2 separate regions of the Pan troglodytes genome follow, and region 2 is linked to region 1. A link is a contact called in public Hi-C data. All regions are on one chromosome and are shown on one strand. Each heading gives the region's core, a stretch centred on a gene start, on an enhancer-like site or on the middle of the called end of the contact. The rest is flanking DNA. Distances are from core to core; before and after follow the strand shown. Region 1 overlaps XPR1 (xenotropic and polytropic retrovirus receptor 1). Region 2 holds the start of XPR1 (xenotropic and polytropic retrovirus receptor 1).

Region 1 (7,355 bases), core at 2,748-5,247:
TCTCACTCCCTTTTTAGGTTTGTTAACTAACCATAATATGGAATACATATTGTTATTTCTCACATTTCTAGAATACATCTTTGTGATCTGCATTTATTTTATATTCAATTCTGATTACTATATTCTGTATTATAGCTGCTTAAAGATGTACTCCAATCTTATTTCCATTTTTAAATGACTATAATTTTAGCTTATGTTTATCACTTTTTTCAGTTCAATTAAGAAAAAAGTTTCTGCCCATATGTATGTACTACCTGAAGCTTTCATAAAATGAGCACTTGAGACACTGTGTAAAATGTATGGAATCCTGGCCAGGCATGGTAACTGACACCTGTAATCTCAGCATTTTGGGATGCCAAGTTGGGAGGATCACTTAAGGCCTGGAGTTCGAGACTAGCTTGGGCAACATAGTGAGACCTCATCTCTAAAAAATTATTTTTTAATTAGGCAAGTGTCGTGGTACACACCTGTATTTCTAGCTACTTGGGAGGCTGAGGCAGGAGGATCACTTGAGCCCAGGAGTTCAAAGTTACAGTGAGTTACTATTGTACCAGTGTACTCCTGCGTGGGCAACAGATTGAGACCCTGTGTCTTTAAAAAAAAAAAAAAAGGATTATAGTATCCTTATATTTCTTTTAAAGTGGTTATAGTTGTTAGCATTTCATTTAGTTAAATAAGTGAAATTGTGTCTTTTCCAGGAGAGAAGGCAGAAACACATAGTTTATCTGCTCCAGAATTGTTATTTGGTTATAGAACAAAAGGAGTGGGGAAAAGCAGAAATAGATATTTTTTAATGTAAAAACACCAAACTTCTATTTAACTCATGAATTAAAGAGGAAACCAGCCAGTTGTCACTACTGGTTCAAAGGAGAGGCAATATATTTTCCACATGATGGTTAGTTAACAAACCTTTACGGTGGAGTAAAGGAATGCTGATATCCATTTACAAATGGACACAAAATTTGCTTTTTCTACTGGAGGTGGGGTGTGGTGGAGGAGTAGAGGGTAAGATGGAATCTGTTGGACCTCCGTCAGACAGAATTTATTTGTGTGCCTATAGACAGAATTATTTGCATTTATCCACAATTTATACAGAATTATAAAATAACTCCAAGACCAGAAAAGGCACAAACTCCATAGAAACATAACCTAGAAAGGTATGGTGTAAACAATGCATAATTTTCCATTTTAGTGCATAGTAATTATTTTTGCTTATTCCAAAGTCTTAACTTTTCCTTACAGCAATAACCTACTACAAGAATGTTTCCAAGGCTATTGATCAAATGTGTGACAGAAAGGGATTTTTAAAAATAAGCCTAGACACACATACATAAGAAAGATATTGGAAGAGGTTCTGATGATCTGATCTGGGAAGGGGTATCTGATACAGCAGAAGAAAAGTTGCTAAACTCTGTCAAGAAAGGAAGTCCTAAATGGTGTCATTGATGCTTTTATAATCACTGAAGAGGTAACTTTGTTATTGAGGAGCCAGTAAATAAGGATCTATATGGATAATAAATTGAATATAAATAGTTTAATAATCAAATTACTTTCTTGATTACATCAGTCACATCCAGTTTTATTCAACAAACATTTACAAAACATCTTCAATGTATCAGGCACGACTAGATGCTAGGCATACATAGATGAACAAAACATATCTTGCCTTTAAAACCTCCTCTTGGAGCTCACAGTTTGGTAAGGGAAATAGACTAATTACAATAGAACATGGAAGTGCAATAATACTATATTATCAGTATTGTATAGGGTATAAGGTGGTTTCAAAGAGGAAGTGGTTAACTCAGTGAAGGTTTTGAGGAACAGTCAAGTTTTGTGTTTTTTTTTTTAATTAAACATTTTGTTTTGAGATAATTGTAGAATCACATGCATGGCAAGAAGTAATGCAGAGAGATCCCATATACCCTTTGCATAGTTTCCCCAGTGGTAACACTTTACAAACATAGTACAATATCACAGCCAGAATATTGACATTCATACAGTCAAGATACAGAACATTTCCATCACCACAAGGATCCCTCCTGTTGCCTTTTTTGCACAGTATTCCCCCGACCCTATCCATACCTTCACTTTCTGCAGTTTTACTTATCGGTGGTCAACCACAGTCTGAAAACTTTATGCTATTTTGAGAGAGAAAGAGACCACAGTCACATAACTTTTATGGTTTTCGTTTTGTTTTTTGAGACAGGGTCTCACTCTGTCACCCAGGCAGGAGTGCAATGGTGTAATCTCAGCTCACTGCAGCCTTGACCTCTTGGGCTCATGCAGCCCTCTCACCTCAGCCTCCTGAGTAGCTAGGACTACAGGTGTGCGCCACCACACTGGTTTAATTTTGTTTATTTTTTGTAAAGGTGAGGTCTCCAACTCCTGGACTGAAGCAATCCTCTCACCTCGGCCTCCCAAAATGTTGGGATTACAGGCGTGAGCCACCACGTCCAGCCTTCCACATAACTTATTACAGTATATTATGATTGTTCTGCTTTATTATTATTGCTAGTCTCTTGCTGTGCTTAATTTATAGATTAAACTTTATCTATAAATTTTATAATATAAATATTATAAAATTTTATAATATTTATAGATACATTTCATTTATCTATAAAATGAAACATGGATAGCAGTACTATCCATGGTTTCAGGCACCAACTGGGGGTTTTGGAATGTATCCCCCACAGATTGCAATGGTGCAATCTCAGCTTACTGCAACCTCCACCCGTTGGGTTCAAGCAATTCTCATGCCTCAGCCTCCCAAGTAGCTGGAATTACAGGCGCACACCAAGCCCAGTTAATTTTTGTATTTTTAGGAGAGACGGGTATTCGCCACGTTAGCCAAGCTGGTCTTGAACTCCTGACCTCAAGTTTTCCACCCGCCTCGGCCTCCCAAATTACTGGGATTATAGGCATGAGCCACTGCGCCTGGCTTCTTTTCATTTTTTAAATTCAACCTATTTTCTTTCTTGTTCAGGTTAGGAAATTTCTATTCTATCTTTCAGTTGCCAGTTCTTTCCTCTGTCCCTTCTATTATTCTGTTAACAGTGAGTTTTATTTCAGTTATTGTATTTTTGGCTTCTAATATTTCTATTTGGTTCTTTTTTGTGTTTCCTGTATCTTTGGTGAGACTGTTTCTTTGCTAAGGCATTTTTATCATAGCTGCTGTGAGATCTTTGTCCAGTAATTCCAACATCTCTATCATCTCAGTTTTGACATCTTTGATTGTCTTTTCATTAAGTTTGAGATCTTCCTTGTTCTTCGTATGACTAGTGATTTTTTAAATTGAAAACTGGACAGTTTGGGTATTTTGTTATTAGACTATAGACACACACACACACACACACACACACACACACACACACACACACCCCTACCTCTTAATTATCCTTTGGATTGAGAACATTTCCTGCTTTTGCATGGTATTGCTAGCTGCTAACTGAGAGCTTTGGCAGCCTTACCTTCTGTGGCACAAATAATAGTGCATTCGTGTGTTTGTTTGTTTTTTTTTTGTATTTTGTTGTATTTTGTTCGTTTTTCTTGAAATCAGTGGGAATTATCTGTGGTGATATTACACACAATTTTTTTAATGTCTCGTAAGTGTAATACAGTTAAAACAGCTATAGGAATCATTAGGCATGCAGAAAGCAGCAACTTTTAAGCATCATTGTGACACTCATTGAATTAAAAGCAGCTGTGTTTTGTTGTAAAGGAAAAAAATGATGTCTACAAAATGTTAGAACAATGCCATTAAAGGTTGTATCTAAAAGGCAAGGAAAGTTTAATAGGGGTTTTGCTTTATCTATTTTTAGCTCTCAGGAACTTATCCTCATATAAGTCTGTTGCTTAACTTTTTCACATTCAACTTATTAACAAAAGACCATGAGATTGGCAGAGGAAGCAAAAGGAAAGCTTTATTTCCTGTAAAGGATTACAATCTGCACGTCAGGAAACTAAGCTTCCAGCCAAAACCAAATACATAGGCTTCAGTTACAAAGGGGAGAGGTTGGAATTTATCCCCAGTGGGGTTAGCTCCGCATACATATTTAGCAGGTTATAGGAGAATTTATGAATATTTATGAGGGAAACCAAATGTGTGGTGAGTAAACATATATGTTACATATGTCCCATGTTCACTTTGGAGTAGGCAGTTAACATTAAAGTGAAGTGAAATTCGGCTCTTTGTGTCAAAAGGTGAAACACAGAGCAGAGCACAGAGGCATCTTGTGCTCAGTCTCTGTGGACCAGCCAGAACCAGTCTGTGATCAGCAGTCATTTATCAAAAAGGAATGCTTTGTAAGGCTAGTCACCTATTGTGGCAAAAGCACGATAAGGGAGGGGAGTTTGGCCACAGTGTCAGATGGTCTGTTGAGGTTGGGGAAGAAATCTTGCACACATTGTTTTTAGGGACTGGTTTCTGTTTAATTATAGGAAAGAAAGTCTTGGCGGCTGATAATGAGATAAGGGAATGTGGAGGTGTGACTGACCTCCTGCCTTTGTCAAAGCCTTAGAATCTGGTTTTAAAGTTTTCTGTTTGCCACAGCTGTCCATTTCATTTTGCCTGGAGGGCCTAGGAGCTACAAACTTAATAGGTGTTTTCAGGGACACATTATATGTGTAGGCTGCCCAGAGACTATGTTGCCTTTCCCAAGTATTTGTTGGAAGGTAAAGCATTGTGCAGAAAATACAAAAATGAGTGAAACATAGCCTCAATTCAGTTTGGCAAATATTGATTAAGCCCCTACTATGTCCAGCATGGTACATGGGCCCTAGAAAAATGCTGATGTGAGATCTTTCTGTGAAAGACATTACAATTTAATGGAAAAGACAAATATATATTCAATTTGCTCTACTCTAAAGTTAAATTCTTTTCACAATGCTAGATAGAATACAATATTACAGGAAAGAAAAAAATTGTGTATATACAGAATGAAAGACAGTATAAGCACAAGCAAAATGTTTTGTGAAAAGAATGTCATAGGAAGGAGAGATTAACTTTTTTCTAAACTTTAATGTATTTTGTCCTTTGTTAACATATTATTAAATTTATCTCAAAAATGTTAACTTGAAAAGGGGTTTTTACAGCTGGGCACAGTGGCTCACACCTGTAATCCCAGCACTTTGGGAGGCCCAGGAGGGCAGATTATGAGGTCAGGAGATCGAGACCAGCCTGGCCAACATGGTGAAACTTCATCTCTACTAAAAATACAAAAATTAGCCGGGTGTGGTGGTGTGTGCCTGTAGTCCCAGCTATTTGGGAGGCTGAGGCAGAAGAATCACTTAACCCAGGAGGTAGAGGTTGCAATGAGCCGAGATCATGCCACTGCTCTCCAGCCTGGCGACAGAGCGAGACTGTGTCTCAAAAAGAAAAAAAAAAAAAAAGCGGGGGGTGGGGGGACGGTTTTACTATAACTTTCATTGCTTTTCTCAGCTCCTAACTCAGCCTTTTCCTCTTTATTCTTACAGACCACCTTGTCTCCTACTAGCTTAAGAAAATTGAGGCTATCAGGAATCATTTTCCTTCAGCTACCTTCTCCCTACATACTTATTTAATCTAAATCCCTTTTTACTGTATTTTCCCCAGTCTAAAGTAACAAGGTGTCCTTCCTCCTGTGCACTGCTCTAATTTCCCCTTGTCCCAGGATCTAGCTCTGGCAGTTGTCCCTTGTTTTTCCCAAATCTTCAAACTGTTTGTCATTACTGGCTCCTTCCTTCTAGCCTGTGTACATGCTTAAGAGTCCCCTACTCTAAAAAGATTTCCCTTACCTCATTAAGCCATCGGGTCTAGTCTTTTTTCCTTTTCTCTATCCTACATCTCAAAACAGTAATCTATCTATTCTTATTCTTACTGTCTCCATTCCTATAACCACAATAACTCTATAGTAATTAACACATATTTAGAAACCTTGAAATGTAAACAAACATAGAATTAGAATTTAAATTTTTTAAGAGATAAAGAGAAGCTCTGTAACATTTCAGAGAGTTCTCATCTCTTTGAGTCTTTGGTATTAAAAAAAAAAAAAAAAACTGGAAATAAACTCAACCAAGTGTAGTCAAACACAGTGTGATTCCCCTTATAGATGGAAGACTTATTTCTCATTGTAGCCTGTCCTTTTCATAGAAAGAGCTTCTAAATTATTTTGATGGTTGCAACTACTGTCTGTGTGACTCCCCAGTCTGTATCTGAAGCTTTTTAGTTTTTTCCAGTTGTTTTCTGGGCTTCCTCCACCTCGATGTTTCATAAGTACCTTAAAGTCAACACGTCAAAAAATAAACTCATTTTTTTTCCTAAGCATGCTTCAAGCCCCATGTTCTCTAACTTAGTTTATGGCACCATGCCACTCACCCAGGTTAAAAACTAGGAGTTATTTTTGACTGTATCCTTCATCTCACCTTCAAAATTTACCAAGTCCTGCCAATTTTAGTTCCCAAGTATTTCTTAATTTTTGCCTTACCTCTCTGTTCCTTAAACTTATACTCAATTCTAGTCCTCATTGTTTCTCACTGGGCTGTTGCCACAGCCATATTAATACACTGCTTTCAATCTTTACACCTCAAACTCATCTCCCCAAAGATACCTAGAACCGCACTGTTGCATAATTTAACTACCAACTACATCAATCTGTCGAGCATTTGAAGTGTGCCTAATCTAAATCGAAATGTGCCGTAAGTATAACATACAAACTGGATCTTGAAGACTTAGTTTGAAACAAAAAACTGTGAAGGATATCAATTTTATTTTGACTATATATTAAATATAAAAGTGATAACATTTTAGGTATAGATTACATAAAATATATTATTAATTTTACCTGTTTCTACCTTTTTGAATATGGTTACTAGAAATTTTATTATTACATATACTCTTTCTCTACCTTCACATGAAAATGTGGCTGGTTCCTTGTCAGTACCCAAGTCCCAACTTAAGAAACCTTCTCTGCCTGAACGCTGTTTCTGCCTGAATACTGTCTGAAGGAATTTTGTCTTATCATGCTGTTCTGTTTTCTTCATGGTATTTTTCACTGTGTGAAATCATCTTCTTATATATCTGATCATTGTCTACCCCTACGAAATAGGAGGCTTTACTGAGGCAGGAAATTTGTCTGACCATTAGTAAATAAGATTCACTGTTGTGTACCTGGTACCTAGAATAATATCTGGCATGTGCAGGTACTCTTTATTGAATGAATGGTTTCTATTCTGCTTGAAATGGTTCTCTCTGCCCCATAAACTTGTTTAACTCAAGTCCTTTCATGATTCAGCTCAAGTAGTACCTCCTTCAGGAAGATTTTCCTGGCTATTTCCCCTCCTGGCTTATTGATTCCTTTTCTATGCACAGTTCCAGAACT
Region 2 (7,085 bases), core at 532-3,031, 220 kb before region 1:
CTTTCTTGGGTTGGGCCATGGTTCCAGAATTTTGTGCACAATTAAGGCATAGAGGTACGGTGCTGCTGGGAGCAGTGTGCCATGGTCCACCAGGGTTGCTACTAAGAATTTCCCATTCTAGTCCATGACTGGCTAAAGGCAGGAATCTCTTTTGTAGCTGTCCCTGGTTCCCTTTTCCCAGGCACAACATACAGCCATTTCCTTTCTGTGGTCTTGCCTCCTTCCTGATAGCACACACATTCCTTTTTGCCTGTCTCTTTCTCCTGGCAAGGTTTACCTCCAGCAGAGGGGAATCTTTATGGTGAGCAGACGGAGGTCTGAGGTGAGAGGAGTCCTCACTCTTCTTTATTTTTTTGACCTCGATTACCCTTTCACCAGAGGTTAAGGCTTTTATACAGAAAAAGCCAGAAAGACTCATAGTCTATGCCTATTTTCCATCTTGTGTCATCCCTCTCCTGGGGAAATGATTGCAGAATCCCTATTGGCATGAATTAAGGGGAAGAGAAAGGGGAAAAAAGTACATGGAGAAAAAAAAGACAACAGCAGAGAATGATATCTCAGAGTACTGCTCCAGGCATAGCAGTTCCCTAGTAAATCTTGAAATCTCATCAAAATTGTGAGGGTTAGGCTGAGCAAGGTGGCTCATGCCTGTAATTCCAGCACTTTAGGAGGCCTAGGTGGGAGGACTGTTTTAGCTCAGGAGCTCAAGACCAGCCTGGGCAACATAGCAAGACCCACATCTCTCCCAAAAATAAACAAAAAAATTAGTTGGGCATAATGGCATGTGCCTGTAGTCCCAGCTACTCAGGGGGCTGAGGTGGGAGGATGGCTCACAAACCTATGTGAGGTAAGGCTGCAGTGAACCATGATGGTGTGACTGCACTCCAGCCTGGGCAACAAAGCGAGACCAAAAAAAAAAAAATGTTAGAATCAAGGGACAAAGTACATGTAAGAGGTTTAGAATAGCACTTGGTACAGGAACAGTGAGTGCTCAATAAATTATTATTAGGTCTCCTCCACCCAGGGCAGGACCTGGGTTTCTGTCCTGAATTGGGACTTCCAAGACAATCACTCCCACACTCAATGTAGTACAGAGCTCTGTGAGTGATCTCTGCCCATGTTCCCCAGGGACACTTCAGCCTGGGTGCTGGGCCTGTTTCTGGTTTTACTGGGGTGGGCTTAGAGCTGTACTTCTACAGAGTTCTCTTTCCTCTCAACGTTGGTTTCCCTCCCAACCCTCATCCCCAACCCCAGGAAGCTCAGTTTACAAGTGCGGTCGGTACCGTCATTTGGTGTTTTTATTGGCTTTTCTGATAGCCCCGGGACTAGACAATTACATTGAAATTCAGAAGCAGCATGCACTTTTTGGCATTGATGTCTTTAATTAAATTCAATAAGCATTTATTGAGCACCTAGAGTGTGTAAAATACTGTTCCTTTAAATACATTTAGTCCTGAACTGTTTTAGCTTCTTAGTTTGGATTAGTGCTGATCCATTTCTTAAAGGTTTTATGAAGCATAAATATCAAAATGGAAAAATATTTGCACAGTTCTTTGTAAATATAAACGTCTTGTGTGGATTATTGTTGCTACAGTATTAATATTAATTGCAGTAACAACACTGTTGCTTCCCAGACAGGCGGTAGAGAGCAGCTGTAGGCCAACAGGAGCCAGACTGAAGAGGTCCGGGGAGGTGCCTCCAGCACGTACGGCCCACAAGGGGCGGAGTCTTAAGAAACGTACCCAAGCCCCACCCCTTACAGCACCCCCTTCGTCAGGGCGGTGTAGGCGGTTACCATGGCGATGACGTCCAGAGGGCGGGGAGGGGCGGGGCTATGGAGAGGAGGAGGAAGATGGCGGGCGGGCTGCTCTGAAGAGACCTCGGCGGCGGCGGAGGAGGAGAGAAGCGCAGCGCCGCGCCGCGCCGGGGCCCATGTGGGGAGGAGTCGGAGTCGCTGTTGCCGCCGCCGCCTGTAGCTGCTGGACCCGAGTGGGAGTGAGGGGGAAACGGCAGGATGAAGTTCGCCGAGCACCTCTCCGCGCACATCACTCCCGAGTGGAGGAAGCAATACATCCAGTATGAGGTACCGGCACGGCTGGGGTGTGGGAGGACTCGGAGGGGCCACCATCTCGCCAGTCCTGACGTCCACCGCCGCCTTCCGCTTCAGCTGGCTCCCTGTGCCCGGGCAGACTTTGACCCGCTGCCGCGGGGAGCCACTGCGGCATCCCCGCCGCGGCCGGCCGCCTCCCGGCCCCGCTGTCCTTCCCCTCCCCCGCAGCCCCGCTGCCGCCAGGGTAACGGATATGCAGGCGGAGGGCCGGGAGGAAAGGCGCTGCCCGGGCCGGGGCCGGGGCCGGGGAACGGTGGGAGGGTGAGCTGCAGGTGGGGGAGTCACGGTGCGAGGGCAGCCCCGGGTCGCGGCTGTTCCGCACTAATCCCCTTCTCCCCACTCGCCCTGACCTCTCGTCCCCACCCTGGGCGAGCGCCCCCTCGCCAAGGTTAGGTCTTGTTTCTCTCTCTACACCTCTCACCAAGGAATCCTTGTCTTCCAAGAGAAGCCTCTCCAGTGATTTCCTTCATTCCAAAGAGCCCTTCGGCTTTTTCCCACTTGCCCACTGTTGACAAAGGCTTTGTAACGGGGTTGAAACTTGACTTAAGTGTGTATCACATATGTAGTGGTTATAGTTTTTGTAAACACGTTGTAATCAACTATTCTGCTTTGATAATAAGACTCTTTTTACTGATTGCATGAAGTCTACAGAGTAATAACATCTTTTGTTTTTGCCTCTTGTTTTGGAATGGAGGGAAGAGAAAGGAGAGAAGAGAATTATTAACATTTTTTTATTTTCTGCTAAGTTTTTGCTAGCTGGGGAGAAAATTAGTATATTGTAAACAATATACCTTACCTGTGTATTACAGAAATCGTGCTCCCCATTCCCTCCCAATTTCTGTGCTAACACTCCTGGAAGGTATTTAATAGATAATAAGGAACCTTACATTAATAAAGGGAAAAATAAAGATAATGAACCCATTTATATGTTCAGAAGACAAGATACCTAAGAGGCTTTAAGCATTGCAATAGGTTATTCTCAGTAGCTGGCAATTCAGCTCCTGGATAGAGAAAGACAGACTTATCTGTAACCTCCAGGAATTCACATCTGTTTTGTGTGCAGGAACAAAGAATATAAAATCAATATGAACACACATAACTTAGCTAGATTTAATGAATTAAACTATTTTAGTTCTCCATTTAATTTTTATATAAGTTTAGTGATAGGAGGTTTGGGCAGTAGCAGTGAGTGTATTTATTCATATAGCCATTGTAATAATTGAAGAAGACAGGGAAAGAGATGCAGGTAGGTTAAACGGAATCTTGAATATTGTGAAATAAATTCACTTGCAACCTAGAGTATTTCATTATTGCTAGAAATGAAAGGCCTATAATTATTAATGCTTTATTGTCACTCAATTTCTTATAGTGTTTTGTGGCCATGTTTTGTAAGAATGAGTGAAATAAGGGACTAACATTTCAGCCTGCAGAGTTGATTTATTGTTTCTAATAACATTTAGTTTTAAAACCTTGGCTAGAGTCCAAGTGATGGTTTTTATTGAAAGAAGGGTATTGGTCTTTCATCTTTCTAGTAGTAATTTTCAGCACCACTGCCAGTTCTTCATAGAGGCACAGGATAGGAGCATGCTGAAGCACATCTTATATTTGTTATATAGCATGGAATGCTTTGGGCAGAAGTAATAGTGGCTGGATGTATGCCATGATTCATTTTAGGTATTTCAACACTTAACTATTTCATGGAATTGTATTCATTTGCAATATCTGGGGCTGGAAGGAGAAGCATACGATTTAGTTTGAAAATGCAACCCTCTTAATTTGTAATGTCAGTTTTGTGGCTGGAGAACCACAGTGATTCTGGGACTCCTCATTCACATAGTCCACTTGGATACTGTTCCTAAATGTTTACTGTAGGTTGGTCACAGAGGGGCAAAATTCCTGAGATTATGTTGTGTGTGCATTATCTTTCTCAGGGCAGTTATAAATTATGTTTTGAAAAATTCGTTTATTGTGGATAATTGAAATTTGATTCTGCGGAGAGTTCCTACTATACGGCTCCTGTCCTAGATAAACTCATTGTTTGGTAGACAAAATTAAATGAGGCGCACTTTTCTTTGTAAGTTGGAATCAACCAATATTTTATAGGGTTGGAATCTTTGTTTTGTGTGTTGTTTCTGAAGAGTTGGTGCTATTCCTTTAAAAGTAATAGAGAGATGTAAATAAGAGTCTTTAGAGTCCAGGAATTTTAGCAGTTTAAAACTTTGGGGAAAAAGGACATCCATAAAAATTCGCTAGAGAAAAGGACCTTTTCATAATGAAGTAAATTGTAGTTTCTCATATGAAGATGATGCTCTTAAAATGCTGTCAGTAGAACAGATGCTGGGATTTGTTTTTCAAGCACTGGTGGTGAAATTTTGGTATTTTACCCTTGGTTTCTAGCCTAGGGTGCTTTCTAGTATCGTGAATCAATGTGAACTGTTCAGCTTCTTTGGTTTTTGTGTCATTTTGCTATATTAAATATTACTTGAAATAAGCAGAGAATTAGAATCTGAAAATTTTGTTTTACATCTATAATTATATTTAATTATATATAATATGTATATATCGTAGCACAGTAAATACTAGTTTTTGTATGTGTTAGCCATGAGACCTGGGGACAATCTTTTTTGCCTTTCCCGGGCTCGCTCTTCTTCCATAAAGTAAGTATATAGGGCCAGAGCTTTTCAAGGTCCATTATAGGTCATGTTTTTGATTTAACTTTTAATGGCTTTTATTCCTTGAACTGATAAAATTATTAATGATAATAACCCATCAATATCCTGAAAATTATTATATTTTTTAATTTAAAAATAAGTTGTGGTGTTCATAGATTCAGTCTTCATAGGCAGAATAATAAAGCATAAAATAATAGACCAACATGGAGAAGCCATATAAAGAAAATCTCTTCAATCCATTTGTAAGTAGTTTGTGCAAAGAATAAACACAAACAAGCCGAGACTATTCCTGTTTCCAGTAATCTGTTTGAGTATAAATTTTGACATGTAAAATAGAACACCGGTAAATCTTTGTAAGAGCTTTTTTAAAATTTAGAATTAGTGACTATATATTTTAAAGCTCTGCAATTGATTAATCAAAATTAACTGAGACTGGTTTCAACCAAATAGACTAATATGACCATGTTAATATTTTGCAGAATATTAGCAGAAGAAGCAAATATATTTGGTGCCTTAGGCTGCTGACTTTCCCTAGGGCCTTGTGTTTCTTTGGTTTCTCAGGACCCAGGAATGATTTTTTTCAGTGTATCCTTTGTTTTGTAATAAAATAACAAAGTTTCTAAATTACAGGATTTTAGAGCTAAAAGGGAATTTAAAGATTATCTACCTTGTTTTTCCAGGCAAGGAAACTAAGGTCCAGAGGGGTTAAGCCACTTGTTTAGGAATATGTGTATATGTCTCTTGAGCATGTGTAAGCATTCAGAGTCCGGTCACACTGTGTGATCCTGATGAAACCATTTCTTCTTTTAGCTAAGAAACATCTAAGTTTCTTTAATGTTAGAGAATTGGACTTGATTTCTAAGCTCACAACCCCCGTATTATTTAAGGACTCATCCAGCTCTAAAATTCTGTGTTTTTAAATGGTTTTATTATGTTTGGTATATGAAGAGGACAGAACTTAACAGGACTATTAATAGCATCCTTTAAAATTAATAATATCCTTTCAAAAATTTTTGATATTTTGATCTGTGAATAAGATGTTAACCCAGTGAAACTCTCTTATTTAACTTAAAAAGGGATGACAATGAATTAATTTTTTATTGCAGGATTTTGGAAAGGAGAGGTTCTGCATGAACTACACTTCCATTATATTCAGGTATAAGGAGACATTACCATAACATTATTAATGATTTTCATTTATAGAACTCTCCCATGGGAACACTTGTGTTACAGGCTTCAGTTTCCCGAAGGTATTATGTTGATTAGGTAGGTTTAACTTGAGTTGCTGCAACTTGTTTGAAATATCCAGTTTGGCCACCCGATGGGGCACAAACCACACTTTTTCTTTCAGACACTTTTGTAAATCACAGTATAGTATAGTGTATTTAAGATAACACTTGTAAATGATTGCGTCAATGAGATGGTTGGCATTTACAAATGTTTCTTAAGTGAGTGAATGAATGTTGTAAAGACAGGAAGCTATAACTATTCTTTATCATCTTTAAGTGTGTCAGCGTGAGTATCCTGGAAAGATTATACTTGTCCATTTATCCTGAAGGTTGGTTTTGGATCAGCTTTTGGGTGAAGGCCCAGATCATAAGAACCTAAGAATCTTATTTGACCTGGGGTGACCATGGAAACTTAGTCCTAGCTTCAAATTCAGTCCTAATCTGGGAAGCATTTAAGAGAATGATTGAGTTGTGCTGGGTAAGGATTTCAGGTATATTTGAGTTGTAGGCCCCAAAGGAGTGTGCCCAAAACTCCCATGGAGTAAAGAGAAGACAGTATTAGAAAAGTAAGGGGGCTGGACACGGTGGCTGACGCCTGTAATCCCAGCACTTTGGGAGGCCGAGGCAGGCGGATCACTTGAGGTCAAGAGATTGAGACCATTCTGGCCAACATGGTGAAACCCCATCTCTACTAAAAATACAAAAATTAGCTGAGTGTGGTGGTGCATGCCTGTAGTCCCACCTACGCGGGAGACTGAGGCAGGAGAATCGATTGAACCGGGGAGGCGGAGGTTGCAGTGAGCTGAGATTGTGCCACTGCACTCCAGCCTGGCAACAGAGTAAGACTTCATCTCAAAAAAAAAAAAAAAAAAAGAAAAGAAAAGTAAGGGAAGACAGAACTGTTAATTTTACTTATTTTTATGCGTAAGAAAAGGAAGAAATACAATTTTACTAGTATTTAATAAATGGATTGACGCAGTACCCCTGCTAAGGAGGTCATGCACAGGTATACTGAGGAAAACAGAAGGATTGCCAGTGGCTTTTTCACTTGTTTGTTCACTTTGGCAGATAATC

The links. A called contact is a pair of places that touch in the nucleus more often than the background predicts.
Region 2: a contact with region 1 is called in a Hi-C map of stem cell-derived neural progenitor cells, with 3 times the contacts expected there. The contact joins the promoter of XPR1 here to the enhancer-like site in region 1. A contact is called at or near these places in 4 of 7 Hi-C or Micro-C datasets (blood, induced pluripotent stem cells and stem cell-derived neural progenitor cells) and 1 of 1 datasets of contacts at active chromatin or transcription factors (stem cell-derived excitatory neurons).

Annotation. Positions count from the first base shown.
Region 1 is chr1:68,271,618-68,278,972 of NHGRI_mPanTro3-v2.0_pri, reverse strand. All of the region lies in intron 11 of XPR1 (xenotropic and polytropic retrovirus receptor 1), which reads left to right. Among named protein-coding and RNA genes, the nearest start is that of KIAA1614, 52 kb to the right of the region's middle. Within about 2 kb of position 3,997, at least 2 of the 24 cell types and tissues checked have an H3K27ac peak or open chromatin away from gene starts, as enhancers often do. A contact at or near this core is called in stem cell-derived neural progenitor cells, where this site is marked.
Region 2 is chr1:68,486,327-68,493,411 of NHGRI_mPanTro3-v2.0_pri, reverse strand. XPR1 (xenotropic and polytropic retrovirus receptor 1) reads left to right here and starts at 1,781. Exons shown (of 15, transcript XM_524986.9): 1 at 1,781-2,083. The coding sequence starts at 2,015.